2 separate regions of the Mus musculus genome follow, and region 2 is linked to region 1. A link is a contact called in public Hi-C data. All regions are on one chromosome and are shown on one strand. The core of a region is the stretch at or near the end of the contact, and the rest is flanking DNA. Distances in the headings are between cores, read along the strand shown.

Region 1 (6,727 bases), core at 2,180-4,679:
CCTCCCCTCCTCCTCCCTCTCCTCCCTCTCCTCCTCCCCCTCCTCCTCTTCCTCCCCCTCCCCCTCCCCTCAGCTTCTTAGCAACACAAATGCTTAGAAAGCCTCAAACAAGGTTGACACTGTGAAAGGCCAGAGGAAGCATCTGGGTTTCCTTGAGCCTTCCTTCCCTCTCTGCTGGGCAGCTGTGAAGGGCGGGGAAGCCAGCCACTGATTGATCACACCAACCTGCGTTGGATTCACTTAGTCTCCGCACCACGTTAGGTTCTCTTGTGGTTGGTTCTGCTCGCTAGAGCTTGTGCTCTACCTGTTTCGTGTTTAGATTGTTCTAAATGACCAGGCACTCTGATGGTAACAAAGGGCGCCTGTGGGAATAGAAGGTTTCTGATGCGTTTGAGGGCACAGCGCAGATTCACCCAGAAGTATACAAACCGAGCAATCTCCTGTTCACAGAAGGCCGATTGCTGATATAAGTGGTTGTTTAGAAAAGCAGAGGCGTCTCAGGTTTCGTAGTAATTCAGATCACTCATAAATCTTCCCCATTATCTTCGCTTTAGCCTTTTTTTTTCTTTTAAATCTAATTGGCTGCACTTAAAGTGTCTGAACTTGAGAAAAAATGGAGAAGTGCATTAAATGGGTTGCATTAAATACAAATGGCTCGATGCTGCATTAAAAAGCCATATATTCTTCTACCTAGTGGGCTAGGCTTAGACTGTCACCATTGAAGGCAATTATGTATTCCTTTTATACACGTGGTTTCAAAAAAAATTAAGATTTCCATGAGGGGAAACAGATCAGAAGACTGTGTTAGGGTGATCCTAATTTTCCAAAATAATTATGTATGTATATAATCGATATATATATATAAACAGATCGATAGATATATAAACAAAAGATTGAGGATTTTAATAAAACAGAGCAGATTAACAGTGCTCATTCAGTTTTAAATTGTGCATGAATTTAATTTTCTTTGTATTTATTTTTTGGGGGGCTGACTGTTTATATATTTTATGAAGTTTTTGTTTAATATAAGAAAAATACCATAGAGGAAAGCCAATTAAATTATAATCTAACTTTACAATCAAATGCCAACCTGAAGAAAATAATTATTTTCCCCCTGCCTGCAAACACTTGGGTTCCCGAATGTTTAGGAAGGAGGCTCAGGGAGAGCTGTAGCAGGTCAGCTACAGACTCTCCAAAGCATAGACATTTTTCTTTCTAAAAATGCATTCCTGATGAGCTCTTCTGTGAGGGAGACGATTTCTCTCACTCACTCCTTAGTTGCCTGGTTATCGCATACTAAACAGTCAGCAAGGAAGACCTGTATGTTGTACTAACCCGGCAGGCTGCAGTTAAATACTTAGGAATATGGCTATGCAAAGCACATATGCATATGTAACAATAGTTAAAGAAACAGAGGTTATGTGTTTGAAAGAGAGCAAAGGAAGGGGTTGGAAGGAGGAAAGGGAAGAGGAAAATACAATAATCTCAAAACCACCGAGAGAATGATAGTAACCAGTCTCGGTAGAGCTAGCCACATGTTTTTAAACTCTTTCGAAGAAGCGGTTCACTCCTGGAGAAGCCACCTGTTTGCTTGAAGCGAGTCTTCTAGGGTTGCTGACTGGACAGAGTGCCTCTGGACCACATTTGTGTAGCACCCTCATCTGTTTCATGAGGTGCTCCTGCCTACAGTGCTCCTGTCAGTCAGCACCCCAACTTCCTCTGATGGACCAAAGAGCCACTCTGGAAGGCCCGCCCAACTGGCACAATCTATAACTATCCCATGACGAGGCTCTGGTCTCCTTCCAACCAACCTTTGTGCTCCTGTGCTTGGAACCCAAGGGACCCAGCGGTGCATGGTAGGTGAGCACCTAGCTGATCGCTGAGCTCCGCCTCCGCCTCCGCCTCCGCCTCCGCCTCCGCCTCCGCCTCCGCCTCCTCCTCCGCCTCCAGCCAAAGCAGGCATCCAGACTTGACTGTCATTCCACATCAACCTGTGGTCCGGGCTCCTCTTTTGTATTCAGAGCTTCAACTTTTGCCTTGAGAGACCAGGGACAGTGGGCACATGATGACACTGCACAAAAGTTACCCCCAAAGGCTGGTCCCCAAAAAGAAATGTGCAGTTTGTCTCCAGTCCGGGCATGTCTGCCACACCCAGTGAGGTCTGCCTGTTACATAAAGGAGGTTGGGCTGGCAACCAACAGAGTGAGATTGAGACCAGGACACCTTCAGGGTGAGAGGTTGGTGTTATGCTCTTTGGCTGTCTTCTGAGCCAAGACTCAAAAGAAAAATAAATAAATAAATAAATAAAACCAAACCAAAAAACAAAACAACAACAACAACAACAACAAAAAAAAAAAACCAAAAACCCCAAACCAAACCAAACCAAACCAAACCAACCAACCAAAAAAAAAAAAAAAAAAAACAGCTTGCAAAGCAACTGGAAAAGTGGTAAATAGACTCTCTGTAATGAGACTCTTCATCACAGAGCCTGTGCACCAGGCACAGAAATAACATCTTCGTTCCAAATAGGACTTCCATAGAGATGGCACATGCAACTGCTCCACCCTCACAGTGGACCCTCAGCAAGTGTTTGGTCTTCCTGCTTTCTTGAAGCACTAGGCTGCAAGCCCATACCTTCTCTTAGGGTTGTAGAATGGTTTTCCTATGGTAGAAGTGCGGTTGCTTGTGGAATAGAAATCTGCCTTTGAGAACATTCTCCTGGTGCGGTGAGGGGTGAAGAGTGTGGTGGAATGCTATGATCCTGAATCCCACTGTCTCTGGTTTTATGATCAGCTACATAAATGGTGGTGCATACAGCTACCTGCAAGAAACTTATCTTGATTAAGAGAGATGAACTTGTCTGGGGTTATTTCTGTCTATGGTCAGGGTAGGTCCTTTATTCTTTCCTTCCTTTTCCTCCTTCCCCTCTTCTCCTCCCCGTCATTTTCTCCCCTTCCTTCTCCTCTCTTCCCTCCCTCCCTCCCCTCCCCTCCTCTCCTCTTCCCTTTTTCTTTCTCTGTCTTTCTTCTGGAGACTTTGCAATGATCCACTATAGATAGGATCCAAGCAGTGCAAAGATGAGAGCCTGCCTATCTCCCTCCATTCCATCTGGGCTGGGTAGCAGGGATTAGCATGATGAAGTAGGCACATTCCTTCACGTGTGGCTGTTATCTGGCAGTTGAAAGGCAAAATTCAAAGGACTGCACATTCATGAAAAAGCCGCTTCTCTCAGCCTCTCCTCCAAGGAAGGAAGACTGTTTGGGGAGGCTCCTCAACCCACTGGAGGTGGAGACTTGAGCAGACGCTCCCAGTTTTTAGAGAGCTGCCAGTATATCAGGTTTGTTATTAAAGCTGCCCCTCCCCTTTGTCATTTCCTGTCACACTGATTCCTTAAACTAGAATCTGAGGTTCCTTCCCCCATTCCTCTCCCTTCCTGTTCCTTCTGTAGACTTCTGCATTGTCTTCTGTGCTCTCACAGTCTGGGGGTACAGTTCTTACTTCCTTATAGAAAGATGGAGGTTTGTGGCTTGACAAACATAAGATAATGTGGTAGTTACTTTTTCATGTTGCTGTGACAAATACTTGTCAAAAACGGCTTCAGGGAGGGAGGAAGAGTTTATTATGGCTCAGTTTGAGATCACAGTTCATAGGACAGGGGTGTGAAGCAGCTGGTCACACACACACGTACTCATGCACGCACACACACTGGCGTTTCGATGCATACTCCCTTTTATTCAGTCTGGGATTTGAACCCCTGGAATGTCCAGGTCAGGTTGGTCTCCCCACCTCAGTTATACCTCTCCCAGACATACTGGCTCCTTATCTCTTACTTGATTCCAGATCCCATCAACTCGACAGCCAGGATTGGCCGCTACAGGTGGGGTGCAGAGAGGTAATGAGTGAGGGGATATTGCTTTCCAGTACAAGATGTGCATCAGCACCATCACTGTACAGGCATGGGAGGAGGCCGAGGAGATGGAGTGTAGGATTGCATTGGCAATCGACCTCTAAATCAAGGTACAGGTTAGTGGGTTTAGAAATCAAGGTGTGGACTTCACAGCAGTTTAGCAGCCCAGTAGAGCTTCAGCTCTCTTAATTGCTTCAATAGTCCCAATATGTTCAATACTTCGCACCCCAACCCCCCCACACCACACATACAACACACACACACATACATACAACACCCACACACACATAACACACACATACATACAACACCCCCCCATACCACACATACAACACACACACACATAACACACACACACGCACACATAACACATACATATATACAACACACACACACACACACACACACATAACACACATACACGCACACATAACACACACATATATACAACACACACACACACACACACACACACACACACACACACACACACCCCTGTGGTTAGGACCATGGCTTAGTGCTGTGGCCCAGTGGAGGAGTGTTCACAAAGACCTGGATTTGAATCCCAGCACTACAAAACAAAAACAAAAAAAAACTCAACCAACCATATAAAGACCAACCAATCAACCCCTCCAAAAAAACTAAAAAGTATATCTGTATCCATCTTATAACTGTTAAGAACATAGCCACAATTGTGCACATCATAGAATTATGGTTAAAAGTTGTGAGTGACTAAGACCCAGAGGTCTTATGCAAGATGTTTTTTTAACAGTCTTCAGTAACAGTTGGCTGATGGCTTTCTTGGAATTTTCTAGAGTCATAAAGATTCTGGGAGGTTCTTGTTGCACTAGCAGTCATAATTTCGGGTTGAGATATCAAGTTATTTATTTGTTATTTTTAAGCACCAAGCTTGGGGCAATGCTGGGTTAATATTTGTTTTTTCCTTTATGCTTAGTGGTATGAGGTAGCTACAGGCCTTTGTGCTAATTATAGAAGTGTGGGATGCAGGTGATACCAGGGAAGATGTAAGGAAAGGAGGTGGAGACATGAATGTGTTGTGTTTACATAAAAGGAACTGTACAGGCAAGTCTCTAGTCTATCAACAATAGATCTCACAGGGAGGAAACATGGGGAGAATTGGGAAGACTTCCATATCTTCACTTTCATGGACATACTTTATATTATATACATAATGATGTTATGTCACACATTTTCAAATGATCCTGTGAGGGTGTTGTTATAGTTGTTGATGGTAGTAGTGTGTGTGTGTGTTGGTGTCTTAATGAAAGCAAATGTAGGCAAAAATTACTATATTGTTCTTATTTATTTTACATAGCCCTTTGGGCCATCTGAGAAGCTCCAGTCTCTCTCCGAGACCACCTGCCTTACTTCTTTGTAGCTTTTTGGGTTGTTTATATGGTTATATCCATGAATACACATCTGCTATCTCCTGGGAGCCAGAGCCAGGGAGCTACGGGCTTCAGTGGCATGGCTTAGACAGCTGGTTTGGCTTTTTTGAAACCTCCTCCTTGCAGGTAGAGAAATATCTGGAGAAAGGATTCAGACTTGCATTGATCCCATTTAAAAACCTAAGTATCCATAGCTCAACAAGAGCAACAAGAAACAAGGATGCGCCAAAGAAAGAAACAGCGCTCTACACCTTCCTCTCTAGGCTGAATTCTTTCCACGTGCAGAAACCAGCAAGGACCACTCCTTTAGGCCACATCTTCTCACAGACAGCCTCTGCTGGTTTCAGAGTGGAAACTGACAAGGGCAAAATGGCGCTGGAGAGGCAAGTGGGGAGAACAGGTTTCCTTTGGGCCCACTTCAGACGGCTTAGTGACTTTTAAAAATCTTTCTCCCAGAGAGCTCCAATCTTATGGGGAACTGAAGAGTCCAATGTTTTGTAGAAAAGCCGTTCATCAAGCTATTTCTGAGGTACAAGCTACGTAAGATCGGCCAACTGTCTGGTTTTGCTTAGTTCACAGACTCTTATGTAGTGTGTGGCTTAAAAGGGACAAGAAGATGAAGTGCCAGTGATCTGTCTTCCCAAGGGTCCCCTTCCTTTAAGCTTGACAGGGATCAACTATCTCTGCTCTCTATTCTCGAGAAGAGGAAAGGAACTGCCAAATTTGTTCAATATTTTCTCACTGAATCCCAGCTCTGCCTTGTTCAACCAGGTCGGCTGTTAGCTGTATGAAGAACTCACACAGAACAATTCATCAATAACATTGATGGGGATGAACATCCACGGATGAAGCTGGGAGTCAGGAGGGCTCACAAGAAGCTGCTTCCATGGTCTAAGCTGATAGTTTTGGATAAATTGTCCAGTCTCTTCTATATCCGCACCCTGTACTTCATATCATTGTTGTGTGGAAACTAGTAGAATTTTGTGAAAGTGGTAGGCTCTCAGAACCAAGGAGGATATAAATAAGAGCTGCCTCTGGACACCGGGGAGCTTCTAAACATGGGACTTTACATTGCTGGCTTTGCTGTTAAACCTGTTCGCTACTGAAGGTAGAGAAGTAAAACAGAGTCTAGAGCTCTAGGACATGACACAGGGGCACAGCCCAGGCAATGGGGGGCAAACACATTTGGAAGAGTGAGTAAGGTCATGGGAGAGAGTGGACATGGAAGCAGGCTCACAGACCAGGGTTTCCTTACCTAGCAAGGCCTGGCAGAGCTACGCTAATATGCCAGGAAGAGGGACTTGAAGGCAAACACTTCCATTTGTTCCTTTCCCTCTGCTGCCTCATATCAAACGCACGGTAAGCAACGATGCTTATACAAGACACTGTTTATGTACACAGCTGCTATTCT
Region 2 (6,727 bases), core at 1,565-4,064, 360 kb after region 1:
ACGTCAGATGGTAAGAGATGAGCCCTGTGGAGACAAGATCTCTCACTTGGACCTGAAGCTCCGAGAAGGCTAGCCTGTAAGCCCCAGAGAGCCATCTGTCCCTGCCTCCCTGGTGCTAGAGTTACAAATCTCGTCCACTGAATCCAGATTCCAGCCTCCCCCCACCCACCCTCCATCCACCATGGAGCTGGGCATCAAATTCAGGTCTCCGGAACAAGTACCTCACCAAGCAGCTGGCTTTATAGGCCCAGATCGACTTTTGATGTAGAATGTAGCTTGTCAGTTTTCACAGACTCCTTTGTTTTCCTCAATATGTGCAAAGTGCTTTCTTTCCAGTTTGAGTACCTCAGAGAGAAAAATAATCATAAAAATTAAAACTCGAAGAGATAAGATGGTAGCTAATGCCAAAGAGGAGAATAGCCCTAGGTAGGTAAAATGAAAAGTGCCAAAATAGCCCTAAACATTATGCCACAGTAAATATTGTCAGAGATTTAAACAACAACAACAACAACAACAAAAGAACCCCACAAGCAAACAAACAAACAAACAAGAAGAGACAAAATATTTGCAAGCTATACTTCTGCCAAGAGCTTAGCATGAAGAATGCACAAGAAACTTTTTTTAAAAAATCAAAAACAGGAAATATAAAAACAAGCAACCTAATGAGAAAAGAGGGTAAGGATAGGCATTTCTTAAAAGAATGTACATGCCAGACTTGGTGGCACATGCCTTTAATCCCAGCACTTGGGAGGCAAAGGCAGGTGAATTTCTGAGTTCGAGGCCAGCCTGGTCTACAGAGTGAGTTCCAGGGCAACCAGGGCTACACAGAGAAACCCTGTCTCGAAAAACAAACAAACAAACAAAAAAGAATGTACACAAATTATAAACCACTGCGTGAAAAAGTTCACTATCACTCGTCGTCAGGAAATAACAAACAAAACCAGCGATATCAGTAAAAAATAGCCCTTATGAAAATGATAAATGTAACAAAGAGAGGTGTGGAAGAAAGAGAAGTTGTGTATACTGTGGGTGGGAATGTCAATAAGACACTGTGCAAAGCAGTGTGGTGGCCCCATCAGAAAGCCAGAAAGAGACTTACAAAACGGTCCTGCAACCAGACCTCTCTCTGGATAACTAAAGGAAATGAAAGCAGTCTATCAAGAAGCATCTTCATGCCAGTGTTCACCACAGCACGACTCATGCATAAGACACCAAAATACATGTGCTCTGTGGAGTGCAATTCAGCCATAGAAATAATGTAATCTTGTCATTTGCAAGAAAATAGGTGAAACCAGAAATCATTGTGCTAAGTGGAAAAAAAGAAAAAGAAAGCAGGCACAGAAAGGTAAGTACCTCAGTTAGCTTAGGGTGGCTTAGGATGTGAGGACCGAAGTGCACGGACCCAATCCTTCTGTTTACTGCTCTTCCTGTGGGTGCAGTAGTAGTAGTAGTAGCAGCAGGGGCAGCAGCAGCAGCAGCAGTTGGCTCCAGCTTTCAGAGACCCCAGAACCAGCCTTTTCATGCCCCTCTGAGAAGCCAGCCTTAGATTGGTGATTCCAGAAAGCTTTACTCAGCCCTGGATTATCCTCAGAGCAACAACTCCACCTCTTGACTTCTGTTTCTCCAGGCCTTCACTGGTCGTTGATTTCTTCGTTAATTCTTTTCCTAAAGCTAACTTCAAGTCCCATAGATCAGTTTGAAGTACTCAGCTCAGCAGACAGGCATCATCACACACACCTTTAATTCCAGCACTCAGGAGGTAGATGCAGGTAGATTTCTAAATTAGAGGACAGCCTGGTCTCCATAGTGAGTTCCAGGCCAGCCAGGGCTACATAAAGAGAGCCAATGAGTTGCCATCTGTATTTGGCCATCTTCCCAAAACACCCAGAACACCACCAGGTCTATAATGTCTTTCAAATCACTTAATTACAACAATAAAAATGTAGATTAAAATGCTCCCTGTGAATAAAATGCTCTAAACATTACACTCCAGCAGACTCGTTGACCATGTCTCCCAGCAACTTTGAAGGAGCGGCAAGGATGATCATCTATGCCTGTGAAACTGTCTCCCCTAAGCAAAGCTGATTTTATGGGTTTAAATTCTTGCGTTGTACAAACATGAGCAAACATACATTGTTCAATGGTCCCTGATGTGACACAAAGGAGAAAGATAGCCACTCTTTCCTTCTGATGGTGTCCCTCAACTTCACTCCCCCCCCCACACCACACACACACACACACACGCACACGCACACACACACACACACGCACACGCACACACACACACACACGCACACGCACACGCGCACGCGCACGCGCACACGCACACATACACACACTTTGTAGAAACAATAATGCCTCTTTCTAAAGAGGTTTGAGATTTTTCTCAAGGTCTAAGATTAGGATTAGAAAGGGAAGGAGGTCACGTGGCTTTGTGGGCCATTTAGCACCATCGCCTAACCATTAAAAATTCTACAGGAAATTTTGACTTAATGTCTTCTTTGCCCTTGACAGGAAAATCACTTTGGGGGATTCTTGACTATAGTTTCTAGACCGATTTATCCTGGAAGATCCTTTTGATTCTCAGAGATTACCCCTCCTCTTTCACAGATGCCTTCTGGGCTGAGCAGCTAATGTATGTCGTCATCGATGTGCACGCAGATGTTTCGCAACCAGCTTTCAAACACTGCGGTTTATATCTAGAATCTAGAAAGCCGCCCCCCACCTCCTCCCAAAGACCTGTGTACTAAAGACTTAGTCAACTTGGCATTACTGGGAGATGACAAACGTTTTAAGAGGCCTAGTAGGAGGTTGTGTAGTCCTTGGGGCCCTCCTCTCTGCCTCTTCCTTTTCTACCACATTCTGACCACATGGTCAACAGTTGCTTTACCACGGCACCGTGATATGATTCTACCTTGCCTTGTTACACAAGTTCACATGCAATAGGACCAAGTAGTACCTCCAACCCCATGGCCAAAGCAAACCTTTCCTCTTTGTAAATTTGAACGTCTTTGGGTATTTTGTTGTAGTGACAGAAAGCTGGTTAACACAGGAGGAAGGTCCTGGCTTTCCACACTTGCACATTTTTATGGCCCTAACAATCCTAACAATGGATCCTGTCCATCTATCTATCCCCGTGATATCCCTTAGGTAGGCTGCAGAAAGAGATATATAGAGTTGGTTATCACAAGCTTATTCTGACCTGGATGCTTATAAACACTTATGAGCCAATTACACCCACCAATATCACTTAAGCAATGTGTTCAGGGTACCATGGAGATAAGGATTTAGGAAGCTAGGCTGGAGTCCTCCGTTCCAGGTGTTTGCACGCTTAAGCCAAGGAGATGATTTTTCTGTGTCCATGACTGCTCAGTGTCCTTGAGAGCCCTGTATCCACAATCTACAGAGGTACATGGGATAGGACGAGAACAAGTGGACAAAACTCAAAACTCTCAGTGTTTTAAAGTTGAAACCAATCTCCTCGCCAAGGCCCATGAGATCAGACACTTCTTTCTTCCCAGGCATCGGCTCTACCTGGTCAGAAATGTAAACTCCAAGAGAATTTAAACTGGCTTTCTGACTGTAGAGGGTTTGCAAGTTTGAGAAATTAAAGACAGAGCTAGCTATAGGCAAAGCCTGGATGCTCTCTGAGATGAAGCACCTCTGACCCCAACTGGCTGCTGCAGTGCACTGCATCTCTAGATGGCCAAGTCTCAGTGTGTAACCTGAAGGGCTGGATCTAGCCTGTGCACACCTTGACTTGGTTTTGTTATTGTTGATGATGATGTTATTGCTGCTGTTACTGTTGTTGCTGTTGTTGTTGTTGCTGTTGTTGCTGCTGCTGCTGTTATTGTTGCTGCTATTGTTGTACTTCTCAGGGTGGCAAACAATTCTGCTGCACTATACAGAAATGATCCAAGAGAAAGTGTGCTTGGTTTTCCATTTCTCACTCTCTGGTCCTTTTGCTGCCAAAACCCTAGATCCTCCTTCTCTGTTTAAGTCCTTCCTGAAGATTTCAGTGCTGGACATGAAATTTTGCCCACCAAGTTATTGGTCAGAGGGGCCCTGGAGGGATCCAGAACTATGTAGGCTGTTGTTTGATCTTGGTTGCCAACATAACTAAGTGGGGTTCAGGGGGAAGTTCTTTTGCTGAATACACCATACACTTTAGTTGAAAGACATCAAGAATTCAATCTCAAACTTATCAGGAAGTTCTCTTCCTGCTGGCTAGTTTTCATGGTGCTGGAGGGTGTTGGGAAGTTGGCTCAGGAAGAGAAAACAGTGGTCTTACCCACATGCTATGTGGTGTTACCCACATAACAACCTGCCAGCGCATTGTGCCCACTGATACATAATAGTTGTAGTGGTAACCAATCATGTTCTGATTGGATTTGAGACCTATTTCACTGGAGGGACTTCATATCTGGCACTGTAAACTGAGTTAAAAACTATGACTAGAGAGATCTAGATAGTTCCAGTTTTAGACGAGGGACTTAATGGTGTTTCCTGAAATGGTAATGTGTCAAGCTGCCTTCTCACTATTTATATTTACACTCATAGATTGTGCTGCTCTCAAGCTAGGTCAGAGAAGTTTCTTTTTGCCCTGATGCAAAGACTCAGATCTTGTAGAAGTGCTGTGAACAAGTGAGTGTGAGAATTCAGCAGTAGATGGTTCTTCTATATCACCTCTACTCACTCTCATCCAAGGCTCAAGGAAGACATGACAGACGAAGGTACGGGAAGAATGTAAGAGCTGTAGAATAAGGAGGGGCACTACGTTCCGTGAAGTGCTGCGTTCCTAACATAACAGAGTTGTTGCACACCTATTAACTCACAGCATCTCTGGCTGGCTACACAAGACCTGTATAAGATCAAGCCAGTCAAAGTCCCAGCATGGATGGAGAGGGGGTTACATGATGGAACTAACATTCCATTTCTAACATCGAAGCCACTGACAGATGATGGCTGTTGAGAGACAGAGTCACATTTGTGGGGGAAATGTAGCCAATAATAGATTGCCTGTGTCCTACTTTATGTCCCCATGCTTAGGCACTAATTGACGCTAGGGAGTTAGTTACTAGTAACATTAGTATTTATAATTAAAGAAGGCATGAAATTGGGAGGAGGGTGGGCTGGTGGCGTTCTGAGGTAGTTTGAGAGAAGTATTGAAGAGTGGATATGATTACAGTACATTGAATACATATATACGTTTTTCAAAGATTTAATACTATATCTCCTTCCACCACCTATTCTGTGACATCGTCACCCAAGGCACATACTTTCTTCTGATGTCCATGGTGAAGCTAAACCACTAAACAGCAACCAAGCAGGCCTGGGTCAGGCACTGACTCTCCAAAGGGGGCTAAAGCTTTCAGTGAAGTCTGAGGCCACAGAGCGCCGTATGGAGTTAGGATGCTCCATCTATGGGTGTGCTCAGCATCCGACCCATCCATCCAGTCTGGTGTTTCTATGACATCTCTCGCCCTGGTGCTCATGGTGCTGGTTCATCTCAGCTCTCCTCCCTCTGCCTCTCCTAAGTGCTGGGATCCCAGGCCGCCAACCTCACATTTCCCAGTAAGGCCTGACTGACTCCTCTTTGCTTCTTTAGGTGTCAGCTTTCAGCCACAAAACCCAGTCTCTCTTCTTAAGAACTTCTTAAGAACTCTTCTTACGCTTTCTGCTCCTGTTTCTCTGCTCAAACAAAGTGTGGGATTAGGCTCTTCGATGTGGTGAAAGATGCATTGCTCTCTTAGAGGAGTGACATTTAACCCCCAGGATCCCCAGTGCACGCACAAAAGGCCCGAGAAACTCACCTAGTCTCCAGGGAGCACAGGTGCCCTCGTCTGCATTTGAAGTAGAGAATAACATTGCAAACACATCCACCTTTGGCAGAAAAACAGAAAGCAGTTGTGAATCCTTTTGAGAGTAGAGAAAACTGAAGGAAACAAAAGGGGAAGAAACAGAATTCTGACTCTGCTGGCATCAGGGGTGGTTATTTTTATGTTTAACTTGATTGGATCAAGAGAAACCTAGGTGGGTAGAGAGGCACACCCCAGTGCGTGTCTGTGGTGGTGTTGCTAGACAGACATAAGGGTTCTGCTCTAGCCAGTGGATGAATCCCTTGAAGGGCTCGGTTATCCAGCAGCAATACAGAGAGAGAGTGAAAGGTAGGCAGGAGGTAGGGCTTACTCAAAGGAGCTAAGTCACTGAGTCTATGTCCTCTAGAGCTGTACCTGCCCCGGTCTCCTCCCCTCTTCCTTTCTCCATTCTTGTCCACAGTGAAGAAGATCTTCTGCCCCCATGATATTTATCCCAAGTGCACGAGGCCAAGCAGCCATAGACAAAGCCCCCAGAAACCAGGAGCTTACTTCTTTTTCACTATGTAATTAAAACTTCCTCCCTTTAAGTTGTTTATACCACATAAAAACTCACACATATGACAGTGTCCCAAGGCTGGGTGCTGGGTGAGATGGAGGAACGCAGGACCAGCCCATGTTCACTATAACCTCTCGGTGAAAAATGCTACACATGTCCTAGGTCTTTAAATCAATATTATTTTATCTTTCATGTATTCCTCTGCTTGTCTTGTGGCTCCCCAGCCTGGTAATATCCAAGGTATAGAAAATAAACTCTTTGTCTCAATAACTATCTATTAGCGCCAGCACACTACTTTATTTTGAGCAAAATGCTATCTAATGAGTAGCACCGAGTCAACAGCTTTATTGTT

The links. A called contact is a pair of places that touch in the nucleus more often than the background predicts.
Region 2: a Hi-C map of bone marrow-derived macrophages shows a contact between it and region 1, with 19 read pairs. The contact joins two enhancer-like sites. A contact is called at or near these places in 3 of 15 datasets of contacts at CTCF or cohesin (embryonic stem cells, large pre-B cells and stem cell-derived epiblast-like cells), 12 of 484 Hi-C or Micro-C datasets (bone marrow-derived macrophages, cerebral cortex, cortical neurons and 8 more), 6 of 115 datasets of contacts at active chromatin or transcription factors (bone marrow-derived macrophages, embryonic basal ganglia, embryonic stem cells and 3 more) and 1 of 9 other capture datasets (embryonic stem cells).

The regions. Positions count from the first base shown.
Region 1 is chr13:111,893,107-111,899,833 of GRCm38.p6, forward strand. No RefSeq gene overlaps it. Among named protein-coding and RNA genes, the nearest start is that of Gm15326, 29 kb to the left of the region's middle. Within about 2 kb of position 3,430, at least 63 of the 459 cell types and tissues checked have an H3K27ac peak or open chromatin away from gene starts, as enhancers often do. A contact at or near this core is called in bone marrow-derived macrophages, where this site is marked.
Region 2 is chr13:112,255,932-112,262,658 of GRCm38.p6, forward strand. No RefSeq gene overlaps it. Among named protein-coding and RNA genes, the nearest start is that of Ankrd55, 29 kb to the right of the region's middle. Within about 2 kb of position 2,815, at least 42 of the 459 cell types and tissues checked have an H3K27ac peak or open chromatin away from gene starts, as enhancers often do. A contact at or near this core is called in bone marrow-derived macrophages, where this site is marked.